3 separate regions of the Mus musculus genome follow, and all the other regions are linked to region 1. The links are chromatin contacts, called in public HiChIP or PLAC-seq and promoter capture Hi-C maps. All regions are on one chromosome and are shown on one strand. Each heading gives the region's core, a stretch centred on a gene start, on an enhancer-like site or on the middle of the called end of the contact. The rest is flanking DNA. Distances are from core to core; before and after follow the strand shown.

Region 1 (2,654 bases), core at 86-2,585:
ATTTCAACACTACTACTAGCTTGCTTTGTCATCTTTCTAAACAACAAGTTGAGATGTTTCTTTGAACCATTGTCTTAGTCAGGGTTTCTATTCCTGCACAAACATCATGACCAAGAAGCAAGTTGGGGAGGAAAGGGTTTATTCAGCTTACACTTCCATACTGCTGTTCATCACCAAGGAAGTCAGGACTGGAACTCAAGCAGGTCAGGAAGCAGGAGCTGATGCAGAAGCCATGTTCTTTACTGGCTTGCTTCCCCTGGCTTGCTCAGCCTGCTCTCTTTTAGAACCCAAGACTACCAGCCCAGAGATGGCCCCACCCACAAGGGGCCTTTCCCCCTTGATCACTAATTGAGAAAGTGCCTTACAGTTGGATCTCATGGAGGTATTTCCTCAACTGAAGCTCCTTTCTCTGTGATAACTCCAGCTTTGTCAAGTTGACACAAAACTAGCCAGTACAACCACCACAGAGGAAATGAAACCATGCCTAGTCAGTGGTAGTACATTCATAGCCTGCTAACCTTCTGGAACTGCAGAGGTCTGTAGTTTTGTTCCTATTAACCAGTTAAAAACAAAGACAGCTCCCTGCTTTTCTGGGTCAGTATGAGGTTTGTGGACACACACACACACAGAGACTTTCTTATTGATGAGTATGTCTACTTTCAGGGACAGCCTGAGGTCTGTCATTATAGTCCTGGTGCCTCTCCTCCCCCCCCCCCCCCTTAGCAAGGTAACTCAGCAAATGTTTTCAATCAAGTTGAGATATCAACCTGTCTGTCTGTCGGTCTGTCTATCGAGGAGAAGGTACCCAGTATCATCAGCTAACCACTGAACAAAAGTAGTTCCAGTCTGCTATACACGTATGTGTTCCAGTGCGGAAACAAGAGAGTATATCACATCATTAGAAAAAAAAACAAAACAAAAAACCTGTTAATGTTCATTGCAGTATGCTGGAACGTTCTATGCATTACCTCAAGTAACACAACAGCTTCAGGTTGTGGGTACTGGTGTTTTACACGGTTGGGACAGGTTGCCCTTGTAACACAACACCAATACCCTCAGAAGTGAAAGGGGCAGCACTGCAGCCAGCAATCACAATCTCAGAGGCCGACACCCGGCAGAGACGTGGGACTCGACAATCTCGTGATTTGTCCAAACGCCCCGCTAATTCGGATTGGAGCGGTAAATTTCAGCATGGACGAGTCTGTAGAATAAAGGAATTGGGTCACTCAGCCCAGGACCCGCAAGCTAAAACCACGGGAGCCCACTGCTGAGCCGTGTGTCGGAAGTGACGTCATACGCGGAAGCTGTGGAGGCAGAGGTGGCGCCTGCGCATTGGGGTTGCGCTGGGGTGGGTGTCCAGCGCTGTAGGAGGAACGCGGTGGGAGGAAGGCTTGCGGGCGTGCGGACTCGGCTTCGGGCCGAGCGCTTTGAAGAAGTAAGTCTTCTAGGAACCTAGCGGCGCTAGAGGGAGTTGGCGACATGGCTTTTGGGGCAGCTGCGGTGCGCTCAGCTGGGCTCGCTGCCTACTCCTGAGCCCGGGATGGAGTAGGGGTCAGCGACCCGGTCTCCTATAGGTCTTGGGAGAGAGAGGTGGACACCTGCTGGAAAGGGTTTGGACAGAGTGCGAAGCCCGACTGGCGCAGCTGCTGAGTGCATCCCGGGTGTCAGCATCCCGCCTCTGCAAACGCGACTCCCGGTTACTTTGCTTGCCCCCTCCCTGCCCTATGACGCGGGTGCAGAAGAAAATCCTGACCCGTTTTGTTTTAAAGTTAGTGAAATGTACAAATGGGTCCTAATCTCTTGGTGGAGAGGATAAGGCGCTTGTCTGGCTTCTTGAGGCTGCCTTTACTTTTCTGGGAAGAACTGTGCGATACCAGGGAGGTTATCGAATAATTAGCCGCGGTTGTCGCACCGTACTGGTAGCTGGTGTTATAAATGCTTTCTTTTTAGCAGTGTAAGTTTTCTTTTTCTTAAAGATTTATTATGTTGGTAAACTATTTAAAAGATGGATAAGAGTTACAACGAATATAAAAACAGTAATTTATAAATATGTAGTCGGGCTCCACCTGCTGTGTATAGACCCAAGGAACGATTGTAGCAGCTCCCAATTCCCCCCCCAACCCTTGAAGATTAAAGTGTTTCCTTTGTTAAAGGCGCCATTAAATATTATGAAGAGTGTACATATGCACCCCACAAAAAACAAGTATTGTAACCACCAAGTTTGGGCTATCAAATGAAATACAGTGCAGATGCTATAATGTGCTGTGTAATCAGATCTCAGCAAGAGTCACCACCTACGCGTAGCCCCAGGAATGTGGCTGTGTGCACGGGCTATCAAATAAAAGGCAGATCTTGAGAGGTTCCCAAAATGTGTCATTAGATTGGATAGAGTGGGGTTAGTAGACAATGAATTTATGTTGCATGGTTGTGTTTTCCCTAAGAAACTAGTAAGCATCTTTTGATTTTAAATCGGAGCTTTTCTTCAAGTCAGTTGAACACTCCAAAAGTAAACCGCTTTTTTTGCAGTAAAAATTTATGTTTGTTCACGTTTAAATCTTTTCACAATTCCTGGACAGCCCTGAGATTCTACTCACCCCCATTTTATATGCTGTTACTGTGCCACTGAATTAGAATATATTTAAATATGATAAATG
Region 2 (2,654 bases), core at 84-2,583, 370 kb before region 1:
TTTTCATGTCCTATAGCCCCATTCCCCAATGTGTCAGCTGAATTCCGTTCTTCCCAGAACTTTAACAATTCTCTGTCACTCAGGGCTCAGGGTTCTGGTGTCACCATTCTGTCTAACCTACTTTAGACGGGTCTCTCTCTCTCTCTCTCTCTCTCTCTCTCTCTCTCTCTCTCTCTCTCTCTCTTTCTCTGTGTGTGTGTGTCTCATACACACACACTCACACACACAGAGTCATGGCTGAAATGTGTTTCTGTGAGTGATTATTAAAGATGTTTGGAAGCCACTGCCTGTACCCTAGCCACATCAGGCTAGCAACTTGTCCCTAAACTCACCTTGGCTTGTAACTAATCCCACTGTTCCCTCAGTTAGGCAGTCTCTCTGGCTCCTGCCTACAGAAGTCTCCTCACTCCCTGCTCCCCCCCCTTTTTTTTAGCTAAGGTGTTGATTATTTTCCTTCATCCGTGACCCTAAAAATGACAGCCCTATAGTTTCTTTATGTCACTGTGATCAGCTGGCCTTTACTGACAGTCCTAATGTACTTACAGGACAGACCTACAGTGAGCCTGGTTGATACTCAATGTAACTCCTCCTGAGGTATCTTCCCACACTCTCCCTCCTCATTTCTCCCTCACAGACAAGTCCAACAACTATGTTATCTGCCTCCTTGGGTTAATGATACCATATAGTGGCAATTGTAAACGCCAAACTATCCTGAAATAGCTTTTTCCAGTAGCATATTAGGGAAAAAAAAGATGCCTTCTCTATTTAATAATGTGACCCACTCTATTATTTTTTGATGGAACAATGACAACTAAAAATGATAATTTGGAAAAGAAGTTTTCAGTATCCATCCTTATTTGCAAAAACAATGTTTCCCCTTCCCCCCAAAATTACCCACCAAAACCCAGCAATTCTGTGTTCACCTTTCAAAAGAAAACGAATTAGTGGACACTACCAAATCCAACGAAACGAATTCCATATCCACTCCTAACCCTGCACTGTGTATCCATCCATCCATTTATCTATTTGTCGAATCTGAGACAGGTCTGTGTCGGTATCCCAGACTAGTTTGAACTCAATATGCTCCTTCTGCCTCAGGCTCCTGCGCGCCTGATGGCTGGACGATCCTTGACACCTCGTTTTGGGGTGAGTTTATGGAAGTTCAGGTGAGCTGATTGAAAGGGACGTTCCTTTTAATCTGAGGACCTCTATTTGCTAGACTCCTCCGGCTCAGATGCCAGGGCTCCTTGAGCGTCCCTGGAGGCCGGACAGAGTCTCCCTTTAAGGAGGGCGTGACGCAGAGGCTCGCACCGCCCAGTGCAGGGCGTCTCTGGGGAAGAGAGCGGAAGCGCGCCCGCCAGCTGCCGAGACTGCGCGTGCGTGGGCTGGCCTCCGCGGGGTCACGTGTGCTGGGGTCCCGTCAAGGCAGACGCCGGCTCAGGTAACACGTATTCCGAACGGGTGGGGCGGGGCGGCGGGTGCGGGCCGGCGCGGCAGGGGTGCGCAGACGGAGCTGCGCCCCAGTGGCTCCCGCAGACCCTGTGGCCACCGCGGGCTGGCTCAGGAGTCTGACTTCGCACTAGGTTAGCAGTTTCCACCCGGGTCCGGCCGCCTGCGGGGATACCGGACTGGCGCGCTCACGCCCGGACTGCGGCCGGGAGGTGGGTGCTGTCCCTCCCACGCCCGCCGCACGGCGTGGAGGTTCTCACCCGGTCCGACTGACGTGCAGCCCGTGCTGCCGCTTCCTCCTCGCCTCCTGCCAGGTGTGCCCCAATCCGAGGGCCGCAAGGTGGGGGGCACCCCTGTGCCTTGGCTTGTTGTCTAGGTGTGGCACTCGGGGGACAGAGGCACGCGGCAATCCAGAGTTTGGGTGTACTAAGTGGACATGTTTCAATGGAAGGATTGTACTGGCTTATCCGGAGTAGCTGCTGGAGCCTTCTCATAAGTAGGCGGGGCTCTATTTGCCAGAATGCTTGTTACTGTACTGCCCACTCTACTGGACACCCCACCCCCTAACCCCCCCCAAAAAGCCCAAGTAACGTAAGCACAGATGTTGGCTAGTGCCGCTAACTCTGTTCCAGGTGTCTCTGTTTGGGAGAAAATTGCACATCGTTGTGTGTGGGTTTATGTTACACTTCTGTGTTTGAAGTGCTTCCAATATAGATTGAGGATGGGGGAACCCACATGTGTTTAAGTCATGGGTTTGCTCACGTTGACATCTAAGCAGAAAAGTATTGACTCCTCTAGCACTAGCTGACCTGGTCTGTAGAATACACAATAAAGATAAATGGAGCAGTTTTGTTTGAACTGTTGAGCCTTGTATGCGGGAAGTGACTGAGTTATGTGAGAAAATTCTTTACAGACCTCTAACAGAATAAGGTGCTGATTTTTTTTTCTTTATATGTTTCTTTTGTAATTGGACTGTTGGCAGTCGTTGAGTGCATTCTGTCTTCCAGAATTTGGGGGTTTCTTAGTGACTCTTAGTGTTATCCCCACTAGTCCATAAACATTTTAGCCATTGGGATAGGAGAAGTAAGGCCCTAGAGCTGGAGTTACGAGCTGTTGTGAGCTACCCCGTGTTGGTGCTGGGAACCAAACTCTGGCCCTATATAAGAGCAGTATACCTTTTTAATCGCTGAGCCATCTCTCCCACC
Region 3 (2,654 bases), core at 90-2,589, 330 kb after region 1:
GGATCCACTACTTAGAAAACTGTTTGTAATTATAAAATACCATGAAGATGAAGACGTTGAAATGGGGAGTGTAGTCCTGGAATATATGTTAGGGCAAAAATGTTTTCCTATACTCTTTTGGGAAACTGATTTGGTAGTAACTATCAAGTCCCTTTATGATTACACTCTTCCACACAATAATCCCACATCCAGGAATTTACACATTAAAGATGTAAAATGTGGACAAAATCAGATTCCCTACCCCTTAAAGGACACCAGTGCCTTCATGGGAAAAAGGGAAAGTATTATTTCTTGAGAGAAACACATCTCTCTACTCATCTGCAAAGTACAGGAAACAAAAGGGTGTTTACAAGCTTGGGGGCATCAAAACAGTATAAACTGTACTTAACCCCCTGTTCCCAAGAGAATGCTGCTGTTACAGATCCCCACAGGCCCACAAGAAGCCAGTAAGAAGACTCCCCAGGGAGAGATGTCCTGAGGCACAAAAGGGGGTGTGGGGAGGGCCTTCACTCCTCGAGCCCTGATGTGAAGGCTTCCTCAGGACTCATGAACTTAGAACAAAACATGATAATGAGGATAAATGACTGCATGTTAAACCCTTTTAGAAAGCTAACAATTTAGCTATTTCAAGAGATCATTTGATATTAAATACTTTTTGTTTACATTATATTTTAAGGGATGCATATAGCAATCCCTTAGGAAGGGAATACAGAAGAGAAGGAAGCTTCCAGCAAAGCGACAGGTTCAGATCATGTGACTAAGGCCGCGCTGCCCTCTAGTGGTGGAGGGCCACACTCTGAGGCTTCTCGCAGATCAATAAGCCCTTTTTATTTAAAGCTTTAAACTCACAAAGTTATGAAGGGGCAACAAAGGTTCTCAAAGCATGAACTCTTAAATGCTGGAGCCAACTGACCAAAGGAGGACATTCAGTTTTAAAGCCACTGCTTCGTTATTTATTCTCCAGTTCTCTGTATGCATAGACAAAGCCAGGTCTCAAGAGATACGAAATAAGCCGGGCATGGAGGCCACAAGTTTTTAAAGTCAGCACTGGGGGTGTGTGTGTGTGTGGGGGGTCATGCTTACATACAGCCTAGTAGACATTGACCAAACTGTGAATGAATGAATGAACGAATGAACTATTTTTTCAGACTTTCCTTCAATGGTGGCTACTACATTCTTCCCTCTGTAAGGTCAGCCCTAGTGATTTGTGCCAGGTCCATGAACATGGCTTCTGATGGTCTCCTTCCTAGCCTCATTCATCCACAATGCTGTCTCAGCAGAAGGGAGATTGTGGGTGTACAGCTCACTCAGAAATGAAGCTGCTACTCCTGCCTACCAGGCACCACTACACAGTTAAGAGGAAGCCTGGCTAGGGGAAACCCTACTTCTTGGGGCTTCTCTGGGGATTCACCCTGACCTGGGAAAACAGGCTTTGTCATGATAGGCAAAATCAAAGGACACAGGCTCACCATACTGTGTAAGGAAAGCAACAGGGTCCACCCGCACAGCATTTTAAGTGTTACAGTGTTTCCTTTGCATCTTGAGTTACAAGCCTGCAGGCTCTCACTCCAAGGAAACTTGACAGGAAGATAAATGCCTGACTGTGGAGCCAGGGTGTGGAGGCAGAGGTGATCGGAGCTGGCTGACCAGTGAGTGGCCGACTCAGGTCAGCACTACTTATCTTCCTCAGGACCCGTGAGTCACACCGGAGGGGCTACCCATCCAGCAAACGCACACGAGGAGAAGTTTCTACAGCTGTGTTGTTCTTACTATAACAGGTGACAAGGGCTTTTTAAAACCTGACAGACTGCACAGAACAGAAAAAAGCAAAGAAGCCTGAAAGGATTTTAAGTAGCCATCAACTGAGGCACCATCAGTCCTAGGCTTGAGAGGTCACGGTAGGGAGCTCACCACGAGTTGGAGGCCAGCTTGGACTACACAGTAAGACTTGACACAATCCCCTCCAAGAAAAGAAGTTAAAAATTTACAAGAGACACACCAGACTGCAAAGCTTGGAAAAAGCATAAGGTAACCAACCAGTCTATGCTTCAAGTATGCTGTTAGACTCTTTATGAAGCAGGGAGCTAGGGGCAGGGGCTTGCAGGCAATCCTGGCAACCTTGGTCCCAGCCTCAGAACCCAAATAAAAAGAGAGAGACAACCCCAGCACTTGGGAGGTAGAAGCAGGACGATCTCTGTGAGTTAGAGGCCAGCCTGGTCTACACAGTGAGTTCCAAAACAGCTAAGGCTTCACAGAGAATCCCCGTCTCAAAAGAAAGAAAGGGGAAGGAAAGGAAGAAAAAAGAAAGAAAAGAGAGAGAACCAACTGCACAGATGAAAGGTGTGTGGTTTTACCCATCTGCTTACTGACTCATTGAAAAGTAATGTTTCATGTATCCTCATGATAGTATTTTAAAGCAGCTATTCAGTTTCGTATTCCAACTGTATTTGTGTACAGAAAATATAGCCAGGGCAAAGCTACAGAAAGCAAGTTAGAACTGGCAAAATGGCTCGGCAGGTAAATGTTTTTGTCTCTGAGCCTGATGACCCGAACTGATCTCTGAGATCCTCATGGTAGAAGATGCAAATCAAGTTGCCCAAGTTGTTCTCCGACCTCCACACATGTGTGTGCACACATGGACACACACACAAGTA

What was found. HiChIP or PLAC-seq counts read pairs in DNA pulled down with a chosen protein or histone mark. Capture Hi-C pulls out chosen DNA fragments and counts their contacts.
Region 2: a promoter capture Hi-C map of adipose tissue shows a contact between it and region 1. The contact joins the promoter of Vps8 here to the promoter of 1300002E11Rik in region 1. A contact is called at or near these places in 2 of 39 promoter capture datasets (the C10 cell line and pre-B cells), 3 of 484 Hi-C or Micro-C datasets (CD4 T cells, CD8 T cells and regulatory T cells), 3 of 115 datasets of contacts at active chromatin or transcription factors (the SCID.adh cell line, effector CD8 T cells and memory CD8 T cells) and 2 of 9 other capture datasets (adipose tissue and liver).
Region 3: an H3K4me3 HiChIP or PLAC-seq map of the SCID.adh cell line shows a contact between it and region 1, with 4 times the contacts expected there. The contact joins the enhancer-like site here to the promoter of 1300002E11Rik in region 1. A contact is called at or near these places in 8 of 39 promoter capture datasets (the C10 cell line, the HPC-7 cell line, HPC-7-derived erythroid cells and 5 more), 9 of 115 datasets of contacts at active chromatin or transcription factors (the SCID.adh cell line, T-cell acute lymphoblastic leukemia, embryonic stem cells and 4 more) and 1 of 9 other capture datasets (embryonic stem cells).

The regions. Positions count from the first base shown.
Region 1 is chr16:21,793,012-21,795,665 of GRCm38.p6, forward strand. It overlaps 1300002E11Rik (RIKEN cDNA 1300002E11 gene), which reads left to right and starts at 1,336. Exons shown (of 3, transcript NR_037958.1): 1 at 1,336-1,435.
Region 2 is chr16:21,421,785-21,424,438 of GRCm38.p6, forward strand. It overlaps Vps8 (VPS8 CORVET complex subunit), which reads left to right and starts at 1,334. Exons shown (of 47, transcript NM_001285893.1): 1 at 1,334-1,441.
Region 3 is chr16:22,123,087-22,125,740 of GRCm38.p6, forward strand. All of the region lies in intron 2 of Igf2bp2 (insulin-like growth factor 2 mRNA binding protein 2), which reads right to left. Among named protein-coding and RNA genes, the nearest start is that of Igf2bp2, 39 kb to the right of the region's middle. Within about 2 kb of position 1,340, at least 27 of the 459 cell types and tissues checked have an H3K27ac peak or open chromatin away from gene starts, as enhancers often do. A contact at or near this core is called in the SCID.adh cell line, where this site is marked.